2 separate regions of the Rattus norvegicus genome follow, and region 1 is linked to region 2. Evidence: chromatin contacts called from public Hi-C data. All regions are on one chromosome and are shown on one strand. The core of a region is the stretch at or near the end of the contact, and the rest is flanking DNA. Distances in the headings are between cores, read along the strand shown. Region 1 holds the start of Cry2 (cryptochrome circadian regulator 2). Region 2 has its middle 34 kb from the start of Creb3l1.

The links. Hi-C and Micro-C count contacts between places; a contact is called where the count stands out from the background.
Region 1: a Hi-C map of the A7r5 cell line shows a contact between it and region 2, with 8 times the contacts expected there. The contact joins the promoter of Cry2 here to the enhancer-like site in region 2. A contact is called at or near these places in 6 of 12 Hi-C or Micro-C datasets (the A7r5 cell line, Schwann cells, frontal cortex and 3 more) and 1 of 1 datasets of contacts at active chromatin or transcription factors (oligodendrocytes).

Annotation. Positions count from the first base shown.
Region 1 is chr3:98,854,844-98,862,237 of GRCr8, reverse strand. Cry2 (cryptochrome circadian regulator 2) reads left to right here and starts at 1,801. Exons shown (of 12, transcript NM_133405.2): 1 at 1,801-2,014. The coding sequence starts at 1,803. LOC102546693 (a long non-coding RNA gene) reads right to left here. Exons shown (of 3, transcript XR_005502283.2): 2 at 4,958-5,383.
Region 2 is chr3:98,479,280-98,486,348 of GRCr8, reverse strand. No RefSeq gene overlaps it. Among named protein-coding and RNA genes, the nearest start is that of Creb3l1, 34 kb to the right of the region's middle. Within about 2 kb of position 3,443, at least 73 of the 93 cell types and tissues checked have an H3K27ac peak or open chromatin away from gene starts, as enhancers often do. A contact at or near this core is called in the A7r5 cell line, Schwann cells, hepatocytes and 1 more, where this site is marked.

The DNA of each region.
Region 1 (7,394 bases), core at 552-3,051, 380 kb before region 2:
CCCAGACATGAGATTAAAAATAATGAAAAAGGGGTTGGGGATTTAGCTCAGTGGTAGAGCGCTTGCCTAGCAAGCGCAAGGCCCTGGGTTCAGTCCCCAGCTCCGAAAAAAAAAAAAAAAAAGAAAAAAGAAAAAAAATGAAAAAAAAACAAATGTTTAAAGAAAAGTAAAGGGAAACATCAGTTCACTCAACAAGTACTTGCAGAGGAGGCTCAAAGGAGAGAGTCAGGCAGAGACTGTGATAGACGTTAAGGCGCTGGCCAGTTTGAGCTTCTTATGTTTGATTCATGTGATCCTTCAGTGCCAAGTACTGAGCTAGACCTGGGAAATGTAACTGACTGTTGCCAAGGCCCCTGCATGCCAGGGCTTAGAGTCTGATGGATCTGACATACAATAGCTAAGAAATCCCAGTACTATGTGCTAAGACCAGAGATAGAAGAAGAGGAGGAAGAGGAGGAAGAGGAGGAGGAGGAGGAAGAGGAGGGGGAGGGGGGAGAAGGAGAACCAAATGAAATGAGCCCCTGGAGCTTGGGCCCAGGAAACTGGAAATGACAGCTGTCAAAGGGAAAACAGGAGATTCAAGGGTGTGGGCTGGGGCATGTGATTTATGTGAGGGAACAGCATGTCCAAAGCCCTGGAAATGAGAGGATTGTAATGACTCTGTAGTCAGAGAGTGGTGCCAATTAATGCTATTAACTTGCTGGTTAAATTCTAGATTCTTTCATTGCTCATTCCCAAGATGGGGAAGGGTCTACACATGGGATCAACACAAGGACAAATTGAAACAGTTCTCTGCTTGATAGCGCCAGCCCTCCATCCCAACTAGCCCATCTTAGCCCATGTACAGCGTGGGCAAGCCCTGTGCTAGAATCTCCAAAGAATCAAAGGGTTTCCAATGGAGACATAAGAGAATATTACCCTGCACATTTCTGATTCCCACATGAAATCCAGTAAAGAGTTTTGTGCAAAATAACGGCACTGTCTACTAAACAGAACGTAAAAGAAATAAATTCATCTGAGGACATAATGACTGTGTCAACCCACATCCTCTGGAACCTTTACCCTTTCTCCCAAACCCACTTCTGCCGCATACAAGGGCTTCTCCTTCATCCTTATGCCTTTCTGCATGCAAATGCCAAGATTCTCTTCGAGGAAGTGGGTTAAAGGCAGAAGCTTTGAAAATGAAAGATTCAGAGCGGAATCTTACTGGGTTCATGGTATTGCGCAAGCCATTCAAACTGGAGTGCCCTAAGCTTACTTCATCTGCAGAATAAGACTAACAAGCATCTGTTTTATTCGTGTTTGTGGAATGAACGTAACCGGGATGAAAATAGAAAATAGGACAGTTTGTGTAAGGCAATCACTGCTCAGCCAGCCTCGAATATGAACAGTACAACGTACTGCAAGAAAGGGCCTGGTGACAGATCTGTCAGCCACCGGCCGGAGTCACCTCAATCCCTATTTGCGTAGGAGACGCGAAATGCGTAGGAGATCCGGGGTCCCTCCAGACTCAGCCCACGCGGGGCGGGCACAGCGCCATCCTGCGTCACCGACCGGTGGCTACCAAGCCCGGACCACACATGGTGGGAACGTGAGGGGGCGGGGCCTGCGTCGGCGCTGCCGACCAATGGAACAGAGGGAGGGACCCACCCGGTGTCACCCAATCACAGAGACGATTCAGGCTCCTTGGGGTGGAGCTATGGCAGGGAGAGGCTGCATTATAGGCCGCTGGGCGGGCACTGGGCGGGACCGACGGTGTGGCCAGGGGCGGAGCAGCAGACCAAGACCCAGTCCGGGCGGCGATGGCGGCGGCTGCTGTGGTGGCAGCGACGGTCCCCGCGCAGTCGATGGGCGCGGACGGCGCGTCCTCCGTGCACTGGTTCCGCAAAGGACTACGGCTCCACGACAACCCCGCGCTGTTAGCTGCCGTGCGCGGGGCGCGCTGTGTGCGCTGCGTCTACATCCTCGACCCGTGGTTCGCGGCCTCCTCGTCAGTGGGCATCAACCGATGGAGGTGAGGGGACCCTATCTTGCGTGGTGGTAACATTGAGCGGACTCCCCCGGGCCCAGGAACTCCAGCCTGCGGCTACTGACACAGCATTTTTGCCCTGTGTGGCCCGCTCTGAACTCCGGGGCGGCCTGGGGAACAGAGGTCACGACCCCTCTATGCTGACGAGACTCTCGTTAGAAACGCGAAGTTGGCCTGCAGCCAGTCCCTGGCAGAATGGGACTGGGCTTTTAGGGGTGTGCTGTAGGAGGGGACAAAAGCGTTCAAGAGCAGGAGCTCCTCGCCGAACCCCACCCCCAAGGGCTTCCCTAAGCCTCGGGTTTGACTCTCCCCACCCCCCTTTTTCCCATCGCGGATAACCTTTCTTCACAGACAGCGGTGGTGGTGATTAGGGAATCTAGCTTAGCATTAGCCAGTATTAAAAAGACCTCAAGGGCATTATCGGTTAGTGGCACTTTGTGTTCTTAACTCATTAATTTTTTATAAACATTTATTGGGAAAGGACATTCATGACATGGCAGTGTGTAGAGTTAAGAGGACGACTTGCAGGTTCTCTTTCACCATACGGTTCCAGGCTGGAAGGTGGGTTTACCTAGGAGGTGCCCTTAACCCATCTGAGAGGATCCCTTCTGTATTGTAACTTTGCTAGAAAGATATTCAAAGAGGGTTGCACCACCCGTCAGCCTTTCCTCCTGTTATCATGAAATAATTTTTTGAGAACAGTTGGACCATTACAGATGAGACTTTTAGGAGCTGATGTAAGGGTAAGGAACAACAAAACCACAATATCAAGAACCCCTTATAACTCCCAGGAGGTTGAGCCCTTTCCCGGCATTCTGTGACACGATTAATAAATTGGTAGCTGATGTATTTTCTCTGTAACCAGTATTCAGAAACAAGAAAGTTTTGATACATCATGTACCCATCACTCTTTAAATGCCTCCTACAGTAGCTTGGTTTGTTTGCATTGTTAGAGAGATGTTTGCTTATGGCCTTGTTGCACAGATGAGCAGAGTAGCTCCCAGGAGACAGTGGCTTTCAGCATCCATTCTTTCCTCTCCAAAAGGGGTTTGCCTTGCTAGGAGAGCAAGTATTCCTAGTAGAACATCTATTAAATGCCCCTGCCTGCCCCATTTACACAGTGGAGAGCCAGCCCACACTGTTTTCAGGCTGTGCTATTACTCTGCCTCGCTCCAGTTTCCATAGATAGGAGGTTAGATTTGACAAACACCAGGGAATGACCATCTCTACTGTGGACATTAAACCAGGCCTCAGACTTTGCCCTCCCCTTCCTTTTGGCAGTGTGCCAATGTGGTTGGAGTCAATAGAATCTCAGTCTTATTTGTTATGTTGTCATGAAGATGTTTCTTTTTTTACTGGGATTGGGGGAGTGCTGTCTATGACTGCCTACTCCTTTGTGGTAGTGGAGATAAAAGAGCCTTTTTTTTTCCTTCACGAAGTTGATTGAACTCCACTATACTAAGAACTTGGTTTTATGGGGTTTTGTGGGTCACCCTTTTGTAGTTGCACTTTTTCAAGAGAATGAAGCAGAAAAGGGACAAGGCAGCTCAGATGCTTGGGCGACAGACATCTCAAATCATGTGGGGATGCAGATGCCAAGAGGTGATTTCGGGGGTTGGAGCTGGTAGGCCGCTGCTGGGCATGGCAGTGAACCATCGGGGCTCAGGTGTGCACGCACAGCCTCCAGAGACTGCATCTGAGCAGAGGAAGACAAGTAAAAATAAATGGAGGAGGCCTAAACACCATGAACCAAATAAGATGGGCATGTGTGTGTGTTGGGGGGGAGGGAGGTAAAAACTACAGATGTGTTTTTATTATTTGCCTCACATTGAAATCACTTAAAGATCCTTGAAAGCTTCCTGGGCTCCCTCCCCCGTTTCTGATCCAATTGCTCTGGTCTGGGTTGCCTTTTTTTTGGTGGGGGAGGGGTGTTACTTCAGCCAAGCTTCAGGAGTACTGCACTAATGAACTACAGAGAGTCAGGCAACCCAGGGTGTGTGTTGCTTCAGTGCATTGACCGGAAGTCTAATTAGCTTTGGCATTTAGGAGAACAAGGTGAAATAACACAAAACAGATCGAATGTGGTAACTGCTCCTGAGCCTGGCAGGAGGCACGCCACAGCAGCCTGGCCATTGTCCTTGCTCCCGAGGGTTTGAGAGCAATGCTATGCTATGTGGTGCACAGGGTTGGAATCAAGGAGTCCCGTGCCCCCACCCCTCCTGTCAGCTGCCTTCTGCATAACTGCAGTATGTGTAATCTTCCGGCGCTGCTTCCGGAACTTGGGAGTAGTCTAAGGGAATGGGGCTGCAGTATAACAGCCCTGCCCCCTACTGCTTCTGCAGCCTACACTGAACTGTCTCTCTAGAAGGGTGGGGCCATCTGGCAGAAGTGGGAGATCTGAATCTGTCACCTCTGTCACACTGACTCCCTCCCTGCAGATGGAATCAGATTAAAATAGCCACAGCGTTAGTTAAAGAGAAAGGCAACCAAGAAAAAGAGTGTGTGTGTGTGTGTGTGTGTGTGTGTGTGTGTGTGTGTGTGTGTGTGTGTGCGCGCGTGCACATGTAGGCATGGAATAAGGTTGCCATACTCATTGCCTTAGTGATAATAGGAAGTCTGTGGACCGCCAGTAGCTCTGTGGCTCCCAGGGATGTTTTCCTAGCATCCTTCGCCATTTTCCTCTGTCCTTCCCTTCCCAAATATGCTGTATCTAGAAAGGAGGTTCTGCAGGCACAAACCAAAACAAAAGGCAGATGTGAATGGCTTTTAGATTTTAAAAATGGGTGAGACTCCATCCAGTTTTTTGGTTCTTTTTTTTTTTTTTTTTTTTTCGGAGCTGGGGACCGAACCCAGGGCCTTGCGCTTCCTAGGTAAGCGCTCTACCACTGAGCCAAATCCCCAGCCCCTACTCCATCCAGTTTTAATTACCTTCTCTCTGTCACAGCTTAGATGTCAGCCAGGATTCTCCTCCTACTCTGTTGAAATTATTTTGTCCCTGGCTCTGTGCTGCATCTTCCAGGAGCTTCCAGAGCAGAGGGAGTTAGTAGATGTGTCTTCTCTCTTAGTCATTTCTCTCAGAAGTTAGCCAATGATATAGGACGGGGACTCTTGTCATTTAGGAGCTGGACGCAGCTGAACAGCTGGACCATCAAAGAGGGTGGCCTGGGAACTGGGAGGCCACAAAGAGGAGGTGGGATCTGTAGTTGCTGGTGGAGAGATTTGTGTTCCTTGAGCTATTGAGCTATTCACACTGTAACTCCAGCAAGAGGCCTCACTGTTCTGTAAGCCAAGAGCACATTTCCATTTGCCCAACAGGGGTAAAACCTTTGATCAAGTTGTTTAAAATTAAGCACCCTGCAAAAGAAAAAAAAACATATTTTTATTTATATGAGCCCCTGCTACAGACTGTGGGATTAGATTATTCCTTTTAGTGGGGCTTAAACTCTTAATTTCTTGGAAGTGAATTTCTATCTATTAATATCTTGTTACCAGTTTGCCAGCTTATAATATTGTTATGGTTAGATAAGCTTGCTTGAAGCAGAAGAATTTGGTCAAGGATGTCTGGACAGGAAGAATTCACTAACCTACCCACCCACTCTCACCTTCCACTCTATTAACAGATAAACCAAGTGTTTCTTTCTTTCTTTCTTTCTTTCTTTCTTTCTTTCTTTCTTTCTTTCTTTTTTTTTTTCTTTTTTCTTTTTTTTTTTTTCGGAGCTGGGGACCAAACCCAGGGCCTTGCGCTTGCTAGGCAAGCGCTCTACCGCTGAGCTAAATCCCCATCCAAACCAAGTGTTTCTTAACACAGTCATTACTATCCCCCAGAGAAGATCTCTCTGAGTGGACATATGGAACTCACTTGTTCTGAAGAGATCGCTTCCTGGAGTTGATGATAGTTTTCCCTGTGTTTTTTGGAAATCCCAATTTGGTTTTCTCCAGTTCTGTCTGCCCTGGCCCCAGAGGACTTATGTGATTCTGGCGAAAGGACTATTCAAAAGGGGGAGTTCTGACGGAAACTGTAGGGGCTGTGACTGCTCCTTCAGGGGGTGTGCTCTGTATTTTAGCCCTGTGATCTTCACTTGGAGCAAGGGTGAAGATCAGCCCCAGCATCACGCCTTCCAGTGCGTGAGCAGTGAGCAGGTGCAGAGGAGGGTTCAAAGAAAGCCCAGAGGGAAAGGCCAGTTCTCCCCAGTTAAGGCAGCCTCAGCCTGCCAGGTGGGCACTTTCCGGGTGCAACTTGCTCCAGTTCCTTGGTGCTTTGCAGAGCTATCACCTGGCAGGTACAAGAGGCGATGTCTTGTCAGTGGCTTCCCTGTCTGTGGCTGGCTGGGCGCTGGAAACTACCGAGGGCTCTCCCTCTCTCCTTCCTATTGCCTCCTGGGAAGCAGTTCTGAGTTCATCTTGGGGAGGATGGATGGTGGAAAAAGTTCAGCATTTCCTTTTTTGGGGGGTGGTGGTGGTGGTTAGAGCTTGAGAGAGGGTTTCACTGTAGTCTGTCCTGAAACTCACTCTGTAGACCATGCTGGCCTCCAACTCATAGAGATCTGCCTGCCTCTGTCTCCTAAGGGCTGGGATTAAATAAAGGCCACCGCCACCCAACTAGGTAAATATTTCTTAACAGCCTGAGTCTGATGGGGTTGGGGTAGAACCTAGTAGAAGCAAAGTTGAAACAAAAGTGTACAGTGTACCGATATTGAAGTCAAGGTGAAGTGTGTGACACAGTGGTTCTTCTTCAGTTTTCATGGATAAGGGAATTCCTGGGCAAATTCTGATTGTGGCAGTCTGGGATGGAGCCCAAGAAAGTATGTGTGTTCTAGAAAGTTCCTGGTCATGCACAGCTAGGGCTCTGAGTCTCACCACACTTTGGGAAGCACAGATCTACAGAAAAGATGGTAGCCTTTAATTAAGCTCAAGTACTCTCTAAGAGCTGAACCCTAGGCAGTACCACCCACCTCAAGTGTGTATTGCTCAGAGCGGTGGGTGTGCTCACTGCTGAGGTCCAGGAGCCTGGTAGCTGAGAGCGAACACTGAGCTGTAGACTCCTAGTTCTGGCCAGCTACTAGGTATGTTATGTTGGAGAAATTACTTAATCTTTGATGCTAGTTTCTTCATCTGTAAAATGAGGACATCCAGGGACAGAGTTGTCTGATAAATAATATATGCAAAGCAAGTGGGATAGAACCTTGCTCAGAGAGTGCTTGGTAAATGTAGCTGTTGCTGTTGTGAATTGCACCGTTGTTTTATTCTAGCTATAGACTTTTCCTTCTGCTTCCTGCCAGAGAAGACAAGGGTATTCATCTTTGCTATAGAGATGCTGCTGAAAGCTCTCCTTTTAGTAAATGAGTTCTAAAAATAAAGTTGTATA
Region 2 (7,069 bases), core at 2,194-4,693:
AGCCAGATAGACCTCTGCTCCTGTGCTCAGTGCTCGTAAGGACAATAATGACGACAACAGCCGTAATAGCCACAGTTTATTGAGCGCTTACATCCACCGCAGTGTTAAGCGCTTTGCAGGCAACAACCCTCGGAGGTAAGTACCGTTATGATCCCTAATTTTCAGGAAACTAGGGCAGAGAGGTTAAGTAACCTGCCCCAGGGCACACAGCTAGCTAATGCCAATGCCAGAATCCCAACCTAGGCTGCCTGTTCTAGTGTAATCCTCAAGCCAACCGGTTAAGGTCGGGAGCATTCCCTCCATCTTAAAGATGAGGAAAACAAGGCACATGGAAATTTAAGTACCTTGCCCAAGGTCACCTAGCTGGATGAGGCAGAAAGCGAACCCAGGGCTCCTCTCTGTCCGCAGAACCCTCGGTCTTGGCCATAAGCGATGCCATTTCCAAACCACCTCCGATAGCCCCGGCTTCTGTCCCGGCATCCGGGAGGCAAAAGCAGCCGCCGGTGGATTTGGGTAGATTCCTGCAGCCTCCGCTCAGCTGATAAGCCGGGTGTTTTGGAGCAGCGTCCTTGCTCTGCCTTCAAGCGTAGGATGGGGACGCCTCTCCTGGAATCCAGTCCCAGACCAGACTGCGCGATCCTGAGAAGGGACGGAGCGAGGGCGGAGGCAGCGGAAAGGGATCCGGAGTTCCATTTGACCAGCGGCGGGTCCTGGCTCCGGATTTGCACGTCGTAGCCAGCAGAGGGCGCTGCCGCTCGCGCATGGAGTTTTCTGTCCGCTCTGCCTACAGACGCCTGCAGCGGCTTTCCTCCCCAGGTGACTGCCCCCACACCCGCATTTAGACCTGCTTCTTTAGACTGAGCGATCGCCACTCGTTCAAGGCTTCCCAAGTCCCAGCCGGTTAGATTTTGTTCTGCTAAGGGGCAAAGGCAGAGATTCCATTCGGTTAAAAGGCCTAAGCGTTTGCAAATTCAGCTCGGTCTGGTCTGGTCTGGTCTTCCCTTCTGGTGAGCCCGTGGCTGATTTAAAATGGAGGTAGACCCTCCATTTGAAATAGATAACGAATATTCTTTCCTTTTCCAAAATGGGAGATGGTGACTAAAGAGGGAGCCGACAGATGAGAGGGTCTATTTTCATAATAGCCGCCTCCTATTGGTCGCACCAGGTCCTTTTTAGACCTTGGCTCACTATGGCCTGGACCATGTGGATCATGATTCCTGTCTGATGTAAAGTCAGAAGCTAATAACTAACAAGGCCGGGATTTGATCTAGGAACTTCCTTAAAAGCCACATTCCCAATACCCAGAATGCACAAGTGGACACAACTGATTCGAAGATGTGGGTTATATAACCCCAAAATCTACGGGTGCTTAGAAATAACCTACCATGGAATTGGGAGCTTGGCCAGCTTTCTGACAGCCCCCACCCCGAACTCAAATATCTAAAACAGAAAAATAAAATCTAAAGGTGGCATGAGAGAGAGTGAGCTGGAGACTTCTTGCTCTGGTTTGGAAGAGCATCCAGTGAGGCTCATGCACTTTCTATGTCTGGGCTCAGAGGATATAAAGGTGGATCTAGGAAAATCTGAAAAATACAGAAGGGAAGGGGAAAAACCTTTCTGTGGTTTTCACTTTAAACTAAGCCTCATTTTGCTATTTGTGCTATATTTTTAAATTAACGTGGCTCTCCCCACCCATGAAACTGGCACACAAATAGCAAAAACAGAAGGAAGGCCAGCTCGCAACTTCAAATGTGGTTCTCGAGAAGGAGGGACCTGACTTAAAAAGGAACTGGGAATTAAAATGAGGTGCCTAATTCAGACAGACTTTCCACGAGGAATTTAGATCACGGCTCTTGTAACAGGAGTGTTGTCTGGGTCTGGGTCTTGGCCGGGTCTAGTGTCTAAATGGGAGTGCCCCGATGAAGAGATTGAATCCTTTTTGAATATGCCTGCATCTCTAGCCATCTGGGTGTAAGGGGGGGGTGGTTGCAGGGGTGGGGGGATCCTGCCACCCTGGATCTATCCCTCAGGCATCTTACTTTTCCAGAAGTTTGTTTGGAAATTCAATCCAGGTGAGACTATCAAGAATCACTTCGTTAGGTGTGGTTATGTAGAATGACTCCTGACTATAGCATTAGCAGCTGGTGGCTTTTCCAGACAGGGAAGCCAGTGAAAGGATCTCATGAGACTTGTCACCTAATGGCTGTCTCTGTTGTGCTATTTTTGAGCCAGAAGAATTATCCCTCTTCACTCAACACAAGAGAATTCAGGCTGTCCTCGGGTGCCTCCTGCAAAATACTGGGCTTCTTTGTCCTTCCGGGTACCGCCTTCCCTTCTGTCAGATCATTCAGTCCACAGACATGTGACGACAACCTGAAACATACATCAGCTAAGGTTATAGCAGAGACCCCAACATGAGCCCAAGGCTCATGGTTTCAACTTTCCTGCCTTGCTCCACGATATTAATAACTTTCTTCTCCAGCTGGCTTCTAACTCCCATTCCTTTGGCTCATAAAAGCACTGCTACTCCGACTGAAACAGATCGGGCCATATTTATGAAGCACGAATTACAATGAAAACCCCAAACTGACACAGTACTCCGCTGCTGACAGGAAAATGCTACTTTAAACAGCATTGATTGTTGGGACGTGCTGCATAAAGTTATTTTTTTTAATTGCATCTTGGAATTAAGTGAGTCACAATATTCAGGAGAAGGAAGAACACAGGGCTTTTGTTAACTCTCAAGACTATTGAATCAAAATAGACTTTCACCATCCACACCCTATAAAGGACAGAATACTTAAGGTAAAATGCCAAGTTCCCCCCCCCCCCTTTCTGGAAAATCCATTATCATTGAATGATCTTGGCCTTGACCTATTTTTAAAAAATGAAAAGTATTGAAGGTAAGAATCAGACTGTCTCTGGAAAGGGGTGGATTCCTAATCTGTCCTCTCTGTGCTGGGATTGGCAGTCAGAGATGTGTACATGCCAGCGATCCTACTGAGCTACATCCCCAGACCTCTTAGTGTCCTTAACATTCCACTCCCAAGACTGCCCCAACCCTTCTAGATGAGTATCATTTCCTTCCCTTTGAGGAAGTCAGCGGAACTAGAACCTGGAAGAGTGAGGGAGAAGCGAGAGGCAAATTTTTCTGCAGATCAAACGCGTTACAGCCAGTCGAGTCAAGGACACTGTATAGGCGCCGCCTATGTGTGAATGTGTGGTCCTGCATTCTGTCTGAAGCCCCAAATCTCCAACACACTGCGGTATGCCGTAAGGCAGATATATCTGGGAAAGAGTGTCTTCCTACAGAAATGTTTCCATCCAGAGGGTCTGCTTCCCAGCTCAGGGTCTTTTGAATGTTCAGCTGCCCGGAGTACAGAGCTGGAAATTCTCCCAGTGCATTCCTGCTGGGAGCTTGCCAAGCCCTTTGGGGAAACGTCTGCAGCGCTTAGTCTGGGGAAATGAGTTTTGCACTTTCACAGAGTGTGAAATTCCTCAGGGGCATTCTTGTACTCGGAAAGAGAAATCAAACCCAGTTCTTTCCTTCAGGGTCCTTGCGGTTAAGAAAGTAAATCGAATACAGTTCAGCGGGTCCTGCCTGCGTAGGGACAGGAGCAACAGAATCCCTCGGATATTACCCTGACCTGCAAGCTTGGGGTTTTAGGAGCTTGTGTTGCGGGCATGTGTACACAGGGAGGGGCAACCAACGCGCCTAAACCACCAAGGAGGAGCTCAAAACCGCGCTATCTTCCTAGAAACCTTGGCGGCACGGCCCGCTGCTTGCTGTCTGATGCAACAGTTTGCAACGCGGTTCTGGGAGTGGAGGCCTGCGGTGCGGCACCCCGGCCAGGCCGACGCGCATGCGCTGGCTGTGCCCTGCCCCTCCCGCGGCGGGAATCTTTTCACCAGATGTGCGGGGCGGAGATGGAGGCGGAGCCAGAGGCGCGAAGACCTTTTGGCAGATCGCGCCTGCGATCTGAGCTGAATTAGAGTTCTCCGCAGGCATTGGCTGACTGACCCAGTGATCCAAAAAAAAAAAAAAAAAAAAAAAATCAGAGAGGCCCGAATCGCCCCAAAGGAGCCCAGAGAGAGAAGTTAAAGAGCTAGCTGGCTTTTGAGTCGGCCTCCCTTTCTGAGCTTCCAGATTTCTGACGCTCTCTCACCTATCTTGCGGGAGGGAGCATGTCACATCTATACGTTCAGTTTTTCAGATGTCTGACGATTCAGATGAAGACGATTGTCTTCCATATCCACATCCCTCCTGTGTTATAGATTGTAATTGACTTTTATTTTATTAACTGTTTCTCTAAATTAACTTTAAATCGATTCCTTTTTTATGTATCCTTGCCCTAAACGATAACATTAGAGAAGCCATAGCCTGAAAATAAGTTCAGAACTATTCAAATAAAAATGTTTGTTGTTGCTATTGTTAGCTAAAATTGTCTTACCTACCGCATTGGGGTGTCTGGAGGTAATAATGGCCATGGTGCTCAGTTTGTCAGTGTTTCCAGAACTGCTCTAAGGATTGTACACATTCTACTGCCTCCTGATGCCCTAGGAAGTAGTTCTCTGCGTCTTTACAGAGAAGAAAGTGGAAGCCCAGAGAAGTTAAGCAATTTGCTTGAGATCACAAAACTAGAGACAAAGTCCACTGGTCTGGTGATTCCAAACCCTCCCTTCAAAAGCCCAATCCAGGAAGGACTCAAAGATTCTCCAAATCCCACCCCTCTTTCAAAGCCAAGTTTAAATGTCAGTGTCTGGATGAAGACCTCCAAAAATCTATTGTTCGGGGAATAATGGGAATGATTTGAACTCAGGAGGGAGGGGGTCACTTGAACCAGGGCTCTGTACTAACTCTGCTATTAATAGCTGTGACGTGGCCCTTTTGTTGCCTTAACTGAGGAATGCCCACAGTAGAAGCTCCTTTCAATCTTTTTAAAGATTAGTTATCTACACACAATTTAACTTATTTTTGGGGTATGTGCGCGTGCGCTCGTGTGCTGTCTATATGTATGTCTGTGCACCACGTGTGTGTCCTGGAGCATGAGAGGGCATCTCATTCCCTAGAACTAGAGTTCCAAATGGCTGTAAGCTCCTATGTAGATGCCAAGAATGGAGCCCAGATCCATGGAAGATTAGCCATTGCTCTTACCATCTCTCCAGCCCCAGCAATACTTTCTTCTACACTTTTGATCTGGCCAGCTCAGTACTCACGTCCCAGCCTACCACACTACTACAGTGGGGTTTCCTTTTGTCTAAAGTGAGGTGGTTTTGAGGACTCCACCCCTTGCATGCCCTGGCTTTGGCACCTGTGTGGATCATGGCAACTAACCACAGTACTGCAAAGAGCTGCTTCCCCTCTGGACCAACAGCCTGGATCTGGCTTGCCACTGCGTCTCCAGTGCCTCTCTCAGAATCTGGGGACAGGGGAAAATGACACCCATTAAAATCATGTTGCTCCACGCAGCAGAGCAGAATGAACCCTGAATAGGGAAAGGTCCTTCCGTCCCTGTCCCAGAGGGATGGAGACATCCCCCAGAGAACACAGACGGACCCTCTGGCCTGTCTGAGGCTCCTTCCCCAGGTACCAGTGCTGGGTCTGAAAAATCCCCTCAGGCTTTTGCTTGGTGACATGAGGGATGAAAAATGATGACAAAGTTGAGGACTTGAACTCAGGAGTCTCCCAGACTAGACACACGCAGCCCCAGGCCTCCAGCATCCTTACCACAGCAGCACCCCTGAAGCATCAGCTGCTCAGTACACCCCCAGTGCACAGCCTCCTCAGCCATCTTCACAGCCATGGAAGCCGCAGCACTACTTAACCCTCTTAGCAAGTGAGGAAATGGAGGGCCGGAAGACCCTAAGCTACCACTGGAAGTTCACCCAGGCGTTTAAACCATCTGAAATTAAACTCCAGGAATAAGCTTTAAAGTTACCTGTAGAGCTGTTCCCACTCCCCTTTCCAAAATTCACCTCACTCACCTTTCCTTCTCCCTGGCCCCTGCCTCCTTAGAAATCACATAGGGGCTTCCAGTTAATCCCTACGTCACTACACACACCTCCCCTTCCCCTAGCAAGGGTTGGGACAAGCTTTCCCATCATTGCTTTTTCATTTTCCTCCCTGAACCAAAGTAACCCATAAATACATAATTTTCCCCAAGAATCCCCCCCCCTGTGTGTGTGTGTGTGTGTGTGTGTGTGTGTGTGTGTGTGTGTGTGTGTGTGTAGGGGAATGATATGCAGGCATGCACATGTATTGACATCAGGTGTCTGCCTCAGTTCAATTGCTCTTCACAACTCTCTCTCCCTCTCTCTCTCCACCTGCCCCCTCCTTCCCCCCCCCCCCTCTCTCATTGAACCTGAAACTTGACATTTGGCTAGAATGGCAAGCCCACAGGATCTGTCTGTTTCTACCCCGCCTAGATCTGAGGGGGCGGTCACAAATGCCTGCTACCTCAATCAGATTTGTGCATAGGCACTGGAGAGCCAAACTCAGGTCCTCCTGCCTGCACAGCAAGCCCATTACCCAGTAAGTGATCTTCCACCCCTCCTCTACTCTCCTCTATTGGTCACAGGAACATTCAGAAATTCCACTTCCCAGCCTAGAAACTGATGGGGTCCCTGCAGGTGTCATGGAAATGAACCCCATGAAGAGATAAGAAGGAAAACGAGGTGCAGATTGACTTTATCAACCTGGATCAGTCTGATGCCAGGCGGTTGTCTGCATATTTAAAAGGTTTCCAGGCAACAATCAGTCCAATTCCAGGTGCACAATAAAGCTTGAGGTGTGACTGCATAGAAACTCCTTTACAAAGTATGCGTGACCAAGAGCATGGGTTCTATAGCTAAAAGGCCTAGAGGTCAGCAGGCCACAAAGTGCATGCGACATCTCCCTTAAGGAGGGGTAATGATCTAGTGGGGAAGAGTCTGAGATAACCATGCTGGGGGATTTGGAAAAGGTCTGCCTCTATAGCAAAAGGTGGGTGAGGCCTGCCTTCACAGATAGCAGAAAGGTCACCAGGTTGTTAACAAAATCCACCCTTGGCTCTCTGGATAGAATGCAGGT